2 separate regions of the Gossypium arboreum genome follow, and region 2 is linked to region 1. Evidence: chromatin contacts called from public Hi-C data. All regions are on one chromosome and are shown on one strand. Each heading gives the region's core, a stretch centred on a gene start, on an enhancer-like site or on the middle of the called end of the contact. The rest is flanking DNA. Distances are from core to core; before and after follow the strand shown. Region 1 holds the start of LOC108486133 (lysM domain receptor-like kinase 3). Region 2 holds the start of LOC108462411.

Evidence for each region. A called contact is a pair of places that touch in the nucleus more often than the background predicts.
Region 2: a Hi-C map of leaf shows a contact between it and region 1, with 2.9 times the contacts expected there. The contact joins the promoter of LOC108462411 here to the promoter of LOC108486133 in region 1. A contact is called at or near these places in 2 of 5 Hi-C or Micro-C datasets (both in leaf).

What each region holds. Positions count from the first base shown.
Region 1 is chr2:28,046,040-28,050,740 of ASM2569848v2, reverse strand. LOC108486133 (lysM domain receptor-like kinase 3) reads left to right here and starts at 2,349. Exons shown (of 11, transcript XM_017789976.2): 1 at 2,349-3,666; 2 at 4,291-4,368. The coding sequence starts at 3,051.
Region 2 is chr2:28,884,108-28,888,808 of ASM2569848v2, reverse strand. LOC108462411 reads right to left here and starts at 1,945. Exons shown (of 11, transcript XM_017762363.2): 1 at 1,767-1,945; 2 at 979-1,044; 3 at 813-880; 4 at 530-563; 5 at 265-334. The coding sequence starts at 1,773.

The DNA of each region.
Region 1 (4,701 bases), core at 1,100-3,599:
TTGCATTATCGATGTTTTTGCCTAAATCTGACAACAATTCTCTAAATACTCCTAAATCAACACTAGTGATTTTCAACACATTGTGCGAATCAGCTCCAACATCATATCTTGTATCAACAAAAGTTTTTTTTTGTAAGGTATAATGACTTATTTTACCTTTCATCTTAAGAAAAAAATGTAATTTTAGTCATTTGTTTAATTTTGTCTCTTTTAGTCCTTAAATTTTAGTTGTTTATTAAATCACTTCAAACTGAATAAAAAAGTTGATGTATGTTAACACTAGTTATGCCACGTGTATATGTATGTCACGTCAGTAAAGTTAACTGATGTTAATTTTTTCATATATTTTAGATTGATTTGACGAATAATGCAAGTTTAAGAGTTAAAAGAGATAAAAAAAAATAGAGAGTTAAAATAATTTTTTATAAAATTAAAAATTAAATAAATCATTATACATTTTTATAATATTGGAGAAATAAAACAAAAAAGGAAAGGATCTTAGTTTAATAAATGAAAACAAGTTAATTTATGGCTGTGTGTGGGGGATCTTTTGGCGTTTGCTCCAGGTTACGTCTCTCTGTCTCTCCCACCTTATATTATTACTATTATTATCTTTTTCTTGTGTTAATTATGGGTTTACAGTTGTCGCTTGTCCACGTGCGGGCCTACCAAGTCAAACCTTACTCCCCGATTATTCCACTCCCTTCAAAAAATCGAGTTGAAGCCAAAGGTCTTTTTAATTTCTTTTTAAAACTAATATCCCACTTCAATTATAAAATCTTTGTTAAGCAATTGGAGGGTAAAAGAAGTCAAACAAATTCAAAGGTTTTATCACCAAACTTTTTTAAAAAAAAAAATACAACCATTAATTGTAAGTAAATGTCGCTCGTTCGATCTCTTTCTATATATTCTTCTTTAGAAATATATTCAAATGTCCAATTTTAACCTTCTTTAAAAGATAATAAATAAATTTAATTACAGTCAATTTAGAAAATATTAATTTTGAAATTTAAATAATAGACAATATTTATTTTTAAACAATTAGAATTTAAGCACCTTATTATCTATAATATAGAATATAGATGATACCAACAATATATTATAATGGAAGGTTATATTAATCATTCGAAAGGATAGCAAATTAATGGTCAAATTGAGTCAAACCTTACAAGCGAAGGTGTTTGAAATGTGCAACGATTGACTTCGACAACGTGAAAGTGTGGATAAGTGAGGTAAGTAAGGCGATCAGTTTGGGAAATGATCGGCGATCAATCTTATAAAAATGGCGCCTAATTGCGGGGCCCAACCAACTATCTTTCTCAATTCCAGCTCTTCACAACTTGTGCCAATCCTTTTCCCAACACTCAATGCCCCGTGAATTTTATTTCCCAATTTACCCTTCCAATCCTTTTGAGTGTTTCTTGTGTGTGAGAGAGATTTATGTATTTTGTTATATCATATTTGTATCTTGTAAATAATAAAAAAGAAATGTAAGATAAAAGTTTTATAAAAGATTCGAAAATTTTAAGATTAGATTTTTAAAATATTTTTATAATGTTTTATTTAAAATGATGTTACATAAAATTTAATATATAATTTAATAGTTAAATTAACAATTTTAATAATAAAAGAATCTAATTAATATAACCGAGATGCTTTAAGAATTTTATTAGAATAATTTAAAATTTAGAAATTAATTTAGAATAAAAGTGGGTTTAAAAATATTTAGTGAAAGTACTACATTTTTAATACCATTTCTGAAGTATTCCGTAGACAATTGCAAAATGCACTTTGAATGAAAGAAATTCAGTTGATTTGACAATAAATTTAATAAATACTTTTTATTCTTTTTAGTTGAATCATAGAAATTTAAGTATTTTTTCGAAATTTTACTGCATTTTATATTATCCTCATTTTTAAAATATATAAATTTGATTTAGTTTATATTTTTATTTTTATTGACTTGGTATAGTAAGATAATTAAGCATTAATTCAGTTATTAGAATAAATTTTCATATGTAAATGAAATTATTATAAATTATTAAAATTTTAATCATAATAAATTTTAAACATAAAACACAAATATATTAAACAATTAACTTCATCAATATAATCAAGAATTAACACATATCATGAGTATTGTATTAATTTTCTATTCATATAAATATATGTATGTGTGCCGGAGCAAAGTCTGAAAATTTGAGAAAGATTCGATTTTAATAATATATTTTTACGATAATAAAAAATATAATTTTATTATTTTAATAATTTATAATTTTTTATAATTAAACTTAATTAAAATGGACAAACTTTGTTAGAAATAAAAAAAACGAAAATATTCAAGGAAAGGTGGGCAGGGCAGGGCAGTGCGGGGCAGCAAATAGCTATGAAAGTGGATGGGGATGGCTTCCTGTTTGTATGTATTTGAGACTCCCTTTCCCTTTTTACAGTGAAGGACTGAATTAAGGAGTTACCAACCGCAACAGAGGGAAAAAAAGAAAAAGAAAAATAAAAACAGTCGAACATGCTCTGTTTAGAGTCATCTCATTCCTTTCTACTTGTGTCCTTCAAACCTCCTTAAAATTTGAAGCTTAAATCCCCACCTTCCATTTTTGCTTAGCAAAAATCTCACTTTCATTTTCCCTCTAATCTTCCAATATATTTTCTTTGAGCTTCTTTTTTTACTACCATCTATCTAAATCTACCATTTTCTTTAACCTCTTCAAGGAAAAGAAATAGTAAAAGCCAGGATTTTCGTGAACTTAGCTCTAGTTTCTTCACTGACCCTTTGCTTCTCTTTGTCTGATTTTGTTTTAGATTCATACTTCTTGCTCATCATTTACAGCAAAAGCTAAACCTTGCTCAAACTTTTATCAAGTCTAATTTATGTTTGATCTAGTTTTCTCTCTATCTAGTCCTAAACTTTTTTGTGTTAACCCTTTTAGGCCGAGTTGTTTGATCAAACTCTATTTTTTATCTATTTTTTGCACTTAATTTTAGCTCAAAGTTTCAAACTTTTCTTTTTTTTTTTTTTGTTAGAAACAAGAAAAATGGATCCTAAGGTTTCACAATTTGGGATTCTTCTACCATTAATCTTTCTTCTTATTGTTCAAACCCTCAATGCCTTGGATTCTTCTTCTGCTACAATACCCATGAATTGTACGGACACATCAAGATTATGCACATCTTTTTTGGCTTTTAAGCCGCAGGGAAACCAAAGTCTAGCAGTGATCCAGAGCATGTTTGATGTGATACCACAAGACATTACAGTTGAAGGAGAGGACAGCCATGGCTACATATTCATAAAAAAGAACTGTTCTTGCTTGACATCCTCCAAGAATTATGCAACAAACACAACCTTTACAGTGAGATCAAATCAAGGGTATGTTTATGACATGATTTTAGAGGCTTATGATAGGCTTGCAATGGTTCCAAATGTTAGCAGGCCGGCAAGGATTGGAGCTGTGGTGTCTTTGAGGCTGTTTTGTGGGTGTTCAAGTAGTTTGTGGAACTACTTGATGAGTTATGTGATGAAAGATGGGGACAGTGTGCAATCTTTAGCTAGTAGATTTGGGGTTAGCATGGATAGTATTGAGCAAGTTAATGGGATTTCAAATCCTGATAATGTCACTGTTGGTGCTTTGTACTATATTCCCTTGAATTCAGGTTTGCCTCAAAAATCATTTAATTTTTTCTGTTTATTCTTTTCACCATTTTCTGTGTGTGGTTTCTTAGGAATTTGCATGAGGAATGCTATTTGTTTGGAGATATCCATATTGAGTTGCTTTTCAAGAGATGGGCATTTATGATTTTGATGATAATTGCATAGTTTCTGAGAACTCTTTAAGTTTTGCAAATACAGGAGTTAACAAAGTTGGTAAAATAAGATTTTTGCCCATAGTTTATAATTAGGTATACTAAGGACTTGGAACTGGAGCCTACTTGGTTTCTATCTGAAGTCATAATGTGAACTTTGAGGGAAGGTGGTAATGTCATGGATTTCGGATATGCAAACAATATCATATTAATGAAAGCAATAATGAGTTCATGCATATTCTTGTTTTATAGCTGTGATTAGAATTGACAAATGTCTTTGCTTTATGATCTATTTCCTTGAATTACAGGGCTATTAATTGGTGTTTTTTCATTATGCCTTGTGTGTTGTTTGCAACTGGCAATGCATACCGAGAATAGACATTTCTCTTGTTAATTTTGTTGGATTTACTTACTGTTTAGTTCTCCTCTTATAGCAGAAAGTTTTAGACTATAGCTTGCTTATATATATTGCAGTTCCTGGTGAACCGTATCATGTGGAGAATGAGATCCCCCCAGCACCTGTTCCTGCACCGTCAGCTGATGCAATTTCAGGTATGAATTGGTAAATCTAAGTGAAGGAAGTAAAGCCATGTTACTTGGACTGAAGTGTGAGTGTTGAATATGGGTATGTATGTGTCTGACATGGGCATGCTAAATTTTTCCATGTTATTATGTGTCTTTAGCGGGTCATATCCCCACATCCATGTTCGATGGGTACAACAAGCAAAACGAAGTCAGCTGTACAATGCCAACTACCAGCTGACAACTATAAATAAACGACATGATTCACAGTGTGATGTATGTCAAAATTGAAAATTTTAAGTTTTACATAACAAGATATGGATTCTAGCTCTGTTTAAGTTCTGAATTGCTAGTGCCTCTTCT
Region 2 (4,701 bases), core at 696-3,195, 840 kb before region 1:
TAATGCTAGGTTGGGAAAATGAAACAGGGGGAGGATGGAAAATTCTCAACCTAGTGGCCAAAATTCATAATAACTTCATGTTTTTAAGGCAGAGCCCATTAGACTAAAAGCTATTCCTTTCTTCCAATCAAGATGGTTAAATTAGATTCAAACGGGGGAAAATTTTGCTTCTCAGATCATTTGAGAAAGCAGGGGACTGTCACAAATATCTTTATTAGACAGTGCCATGCATATTGGCTTGTTGCACGGAAAGGAGATACTGACCTTTTTACATTCAGAAGTGGAGGCTCATCTGGATATTTTTCAGTATGCGAGAAAATCAAAGCCAGCAGAACTGCAAAAGAAGTTAGGATAACAGCTTACATTCACAAGGAAAAGGAAAATCCTGAACAAAGGGCAGCAAAAAGAATTCCCAAATAAAACAAATTGAGTCAAATTTGATGTTATAAATTTATCTGTGTCTGCCTGAAAGTGTGGCTGAACATAAATATAGTATGCTACAATATGTTAGATGAATTAAAAGAATAACCTGGTAGGGTGGTTGATTGATCTGTATCATCATCCTGTTAAATACAAAACGAGGTAATTAGATGAAAGGAAAATTAGTTTCCAAGGCATAAGAGTCACTAAGAATAGCTAATGCTGTTTAAACAGTAGCTTTAAACAAAAGCCAAACATACTAAATCATTTAGATGGGCATTATTACTCAGCAAACAACTCTACCGCTACTAGGCCATGGCATTGTAAGATCACCATGAGAAACTAGAATATTACAGAAATGCAGATAACGTTATTTCTGGGATAAAACACACCTGAGGAGATAATGTTATTTGGAAGCACCTATTCGAAGTGTTTAGCCCACTTTCACCAGAATGAATTTCTGATATGAGAACAACAATCATAACAGGTCAGGAGGGACAGGAAATTCTTGCAGATAGAAAAAAGACAAGCCCAAGAAAGAAGGGCAAGACGTTGAACCTTTGAATTCATCCATAAGTATTGCTTCCAGGGCTTCAATTTCCATCTCCTGCTCCTGCAAGTGATCTGTAAACATAACTCAGATAAGTCAATTCATGTTGAAGGAAGCACACCATGAACCAATCTCAAAACAGCATCAAATCCCTCCATCAATTGATTAAATAAAGTGTAACCAATATTAGTAAATGTCAGGTTGATCATATTTCATTCCCTTAGATAGATGCTAGGGAAGAAAGTAAAGTTGTATCTTTTATGAATAGGGTACCTATATTTGTTAGTTCTCTTACAACTTAAGGTTGATGGACGATTTATGGGGTTGAGCCACCAATCTGTGCCTGAGTTTCTCTCAAAGTCAGTACTTTTACAACTTTTGCTTCACTAATACTTGCTTTGATTTTAAAAACTCGGTCATTATGAGATAAATTTCATGTTAATTTACAAAAACCAGATCTCAAAAGCTCCGGAAGGATTTAAAAAAAGAAAAGAACATTGCATTTCAACCCCAAAAATTTTCATTGCATTTGCAGCTTCTGGGTATCTTTGATTATCTAAAAAAAGCTTATTGCTTTATATTACTCTTTAAAGAAACAAAAGCAAATTGCTAGAAGAAAACCCTAAAAAAACCCAAATGATTATTAAGATGTATAGAAAAGGAAAAGGAAAAAGTTTGCTCCATTGCAGATAGTTGGAAGGCGGCCTAAACAAATTTGATAAGCAATTCAATGCAAGAATTAGATTAGAAAAAGTAAAGTTTAAATAATAATGAGTTAAAAAGAAAAAAGAATTACCAGTCATGGTTATGAATTTGAGAAAATACTCCTTTTATGTTTTTGTGTATTTTTGGATTTGATTATGCTTTTCCTCTCAGAGATGAAGATCGAAGCTCACAGTTTCCATGGACACTTCAGCTCCATAAAAACCTAATAGAAATATTCACCTGGAAACGCACCGTTTCACGTTATACTTTACTCCCTATTTTACTCCAGTTTTATTGTTTTACCCAACTAAAGAAAGAGTATTCTACCTTAGCTGCTTAACTAATTTTTACACTCTCTTATTTTCCTCAACCAATTATTAAATATTTAGCAATGGTTAATTATATATCATATTTATACTTTTATTTTAGACTAAAATACCAATAAATGTTATTTTTAAAATTAAGGAAATAAACCGAATTTTTTAACTTTAACGGAAATGAGCCGATTTAGATAAAACCTTCCAATTGGAAGCATTTTCAGGAGAAACCCAAAAAATGCATCCAGTTGGAAGCGCTTTTTGCGTGTCACCAGTAAAACACTTCCAGCTGGAAGCTCTTTCTGCATGTCACAAGTAAAATGCTTCTAGCTGGAAGCGTTAATGAAAAATGCGTCCCGCAACACCTTCCCCCAACGACTACATTTTCAACATCTATTTTAAGTAGTCATTTGCACCCCCACAGTAAAAAAACTATAAAACCCCTACTAATTGCTCACAATATTCTCTCAAAAATCTCTCAAATTCTCTCTTAAATTTATTACTAAAATTCTATTTCTATCTAAATTCTATTTTATTAGATTTTTATTAATATTTTCTAAAAATATTTTTTTAAAAATTAATTCGTGTTCTATATTTTTTAATTGTCTTGATGACAAGCACATTTTCGCCAATCAATTACAAATGGTAAAATAAATTTTAATAAATTTCAATTTTGTTCAATTTTTTTATTTCATTGTTATAATTTAACTTAATATTTTGTATATTTTTACGTAAATAGGCGAAAGATCGAATTTTACAATGCCATATTCGTAATCTATCTGGTCCTCCATCCCCGTTGATAGAACCATACTTGAGGGAAGCCGGTTTTTGGCACATGGTCCTTGTAGGCTAGGGGTGTAAGTTGGACCCGAAACTCGTAAGCACGTTGGTAGAGAAGTGGAGACCAGAGATGCTCACATTTTATCTTCCATGCGACGAGTGTACTATTACTCTGGATGACGTACATTTACAGTTAGGGTTACCGATGGATGGATCGATAGTCGCTAGGTTTGTTCAATTTTCTGATTGGATAGCCGTATGTGGTGATCTTTTGGGTTTGGCTCTAGAGACGATTTATGGAGGTCAAATCAAAATCGCTTGGATACAAAAAAATTTTGCGGGGTTGGATGAGGATTCGATTGAAGTCGAAAGAGAATGATACGCTCAGACGTACATCCTTTAGATCATCGGGTGCATCTTGAAGCCGAATAAGTCACGAAATCTCGTCCATCTAAGGTGGCTGCTGAAACTCGTCGATTTTAGAAGAGCGGGCGAACTTAATTGAGGGTCCACCGTGTTTGCCACATTGTACCGAGAGATGTGTAAGGCAACGCAAGTAAGAAAAATCAAAATTGATGGTTACCTTTTACTACTACAATTATGGTGTTGTACTGGTTTCCATTTTTACGTCCTCGAGCCAACTACCTGTATATATTCCCACTTGTAACAAGGTAAAATTCAGTAGATATTGCTATGATAAAATTTATTTAAATTAAAATTATTATGCTAAGAAGTTATTTAAATAAGTGGAACCATACGTCAAGTCACGTGAGATTACCTACTGAGCTTCAAGATATGCGGCTTCTATTAGACTAACGATCGAAAGTGGAGGTATGTATTTATTTAAAATTTTAACTATAAAATCTTAACGTAGGTGATTTCGTATTTAGTAGTATAAATATAACTAATTTTTATCACGTTAATATAGTTTGAATGGACACTATATGAGAATTCGCCAATTCGAGAAGTCATCCTCGAGGAATTATTTGTGAATCCCAACGTATGGCACATAAAGGTCCCATTGGTAATGTATGCTACCATTAAGATGCAAGAGACCGATAGAGTGTTACAGCAGTTTGGATTTTGATAATTGATTTCCGTGTCACCTCAAGACCTTAATAATCTGCATCCTATTGACTTGCGGTGGCTGGATGAGAATTGGCCGATATTCCACTCCCAACATATCAATATGTGGAATAATCGGCATAATTTTTTACCTACTTACAAACCTATTATCGTTCTACAGCTAGCATGCGATCCACAGTATATGCCATGGATTAGGATCCATGACAAGCCATATTTGTACGGGGAAGAGGCAAGGCGTCAATATCCCTATACGAGTAGGCCACGATGACCTCCTTTAAATCCAAGGGCTGGCTAGGCGGGTCCATCATAAACACCCACACATAAGTACCATATGTTGCACCACATTTTTTTTTTTGCATCTAGTCCTATGTTAGGTTAGACTCTTAGACATCCATCCCCGATGTATTACATGCCCATGCCATCTATTTTTCTAACGACGACTTATAAGCCGTCTATGTTTCAGGCACCGATGGAGAGTCCAATGGTTATTCTATCGGTGTATGAAACTCAATATAGTTATGCTCATTCACCATTTGTGACGCAAACACCTCCAAGATCTTTGTTCTACCAAGCTGGGTCATCTTCCCAACCACCTATTTCTAAACCTGAGAATTAATGATGGCAACTAAGAATGTAAAGATCAAAATCGACCGAAGGCGAAGAAGAGGAGCTACTGAGACCATAACCCCGCCCAAAAACTAAACCAATAAGGAATCCAGCGTGTAACTGTCAACCACCCTGATGTGGCACAGATTCTGACTGGCATCTACACTGATTAATTTTATCCTTGTATCGAACATTTATATTATATCGATTATTTTTATTATTATGTTTTTAAAGGAA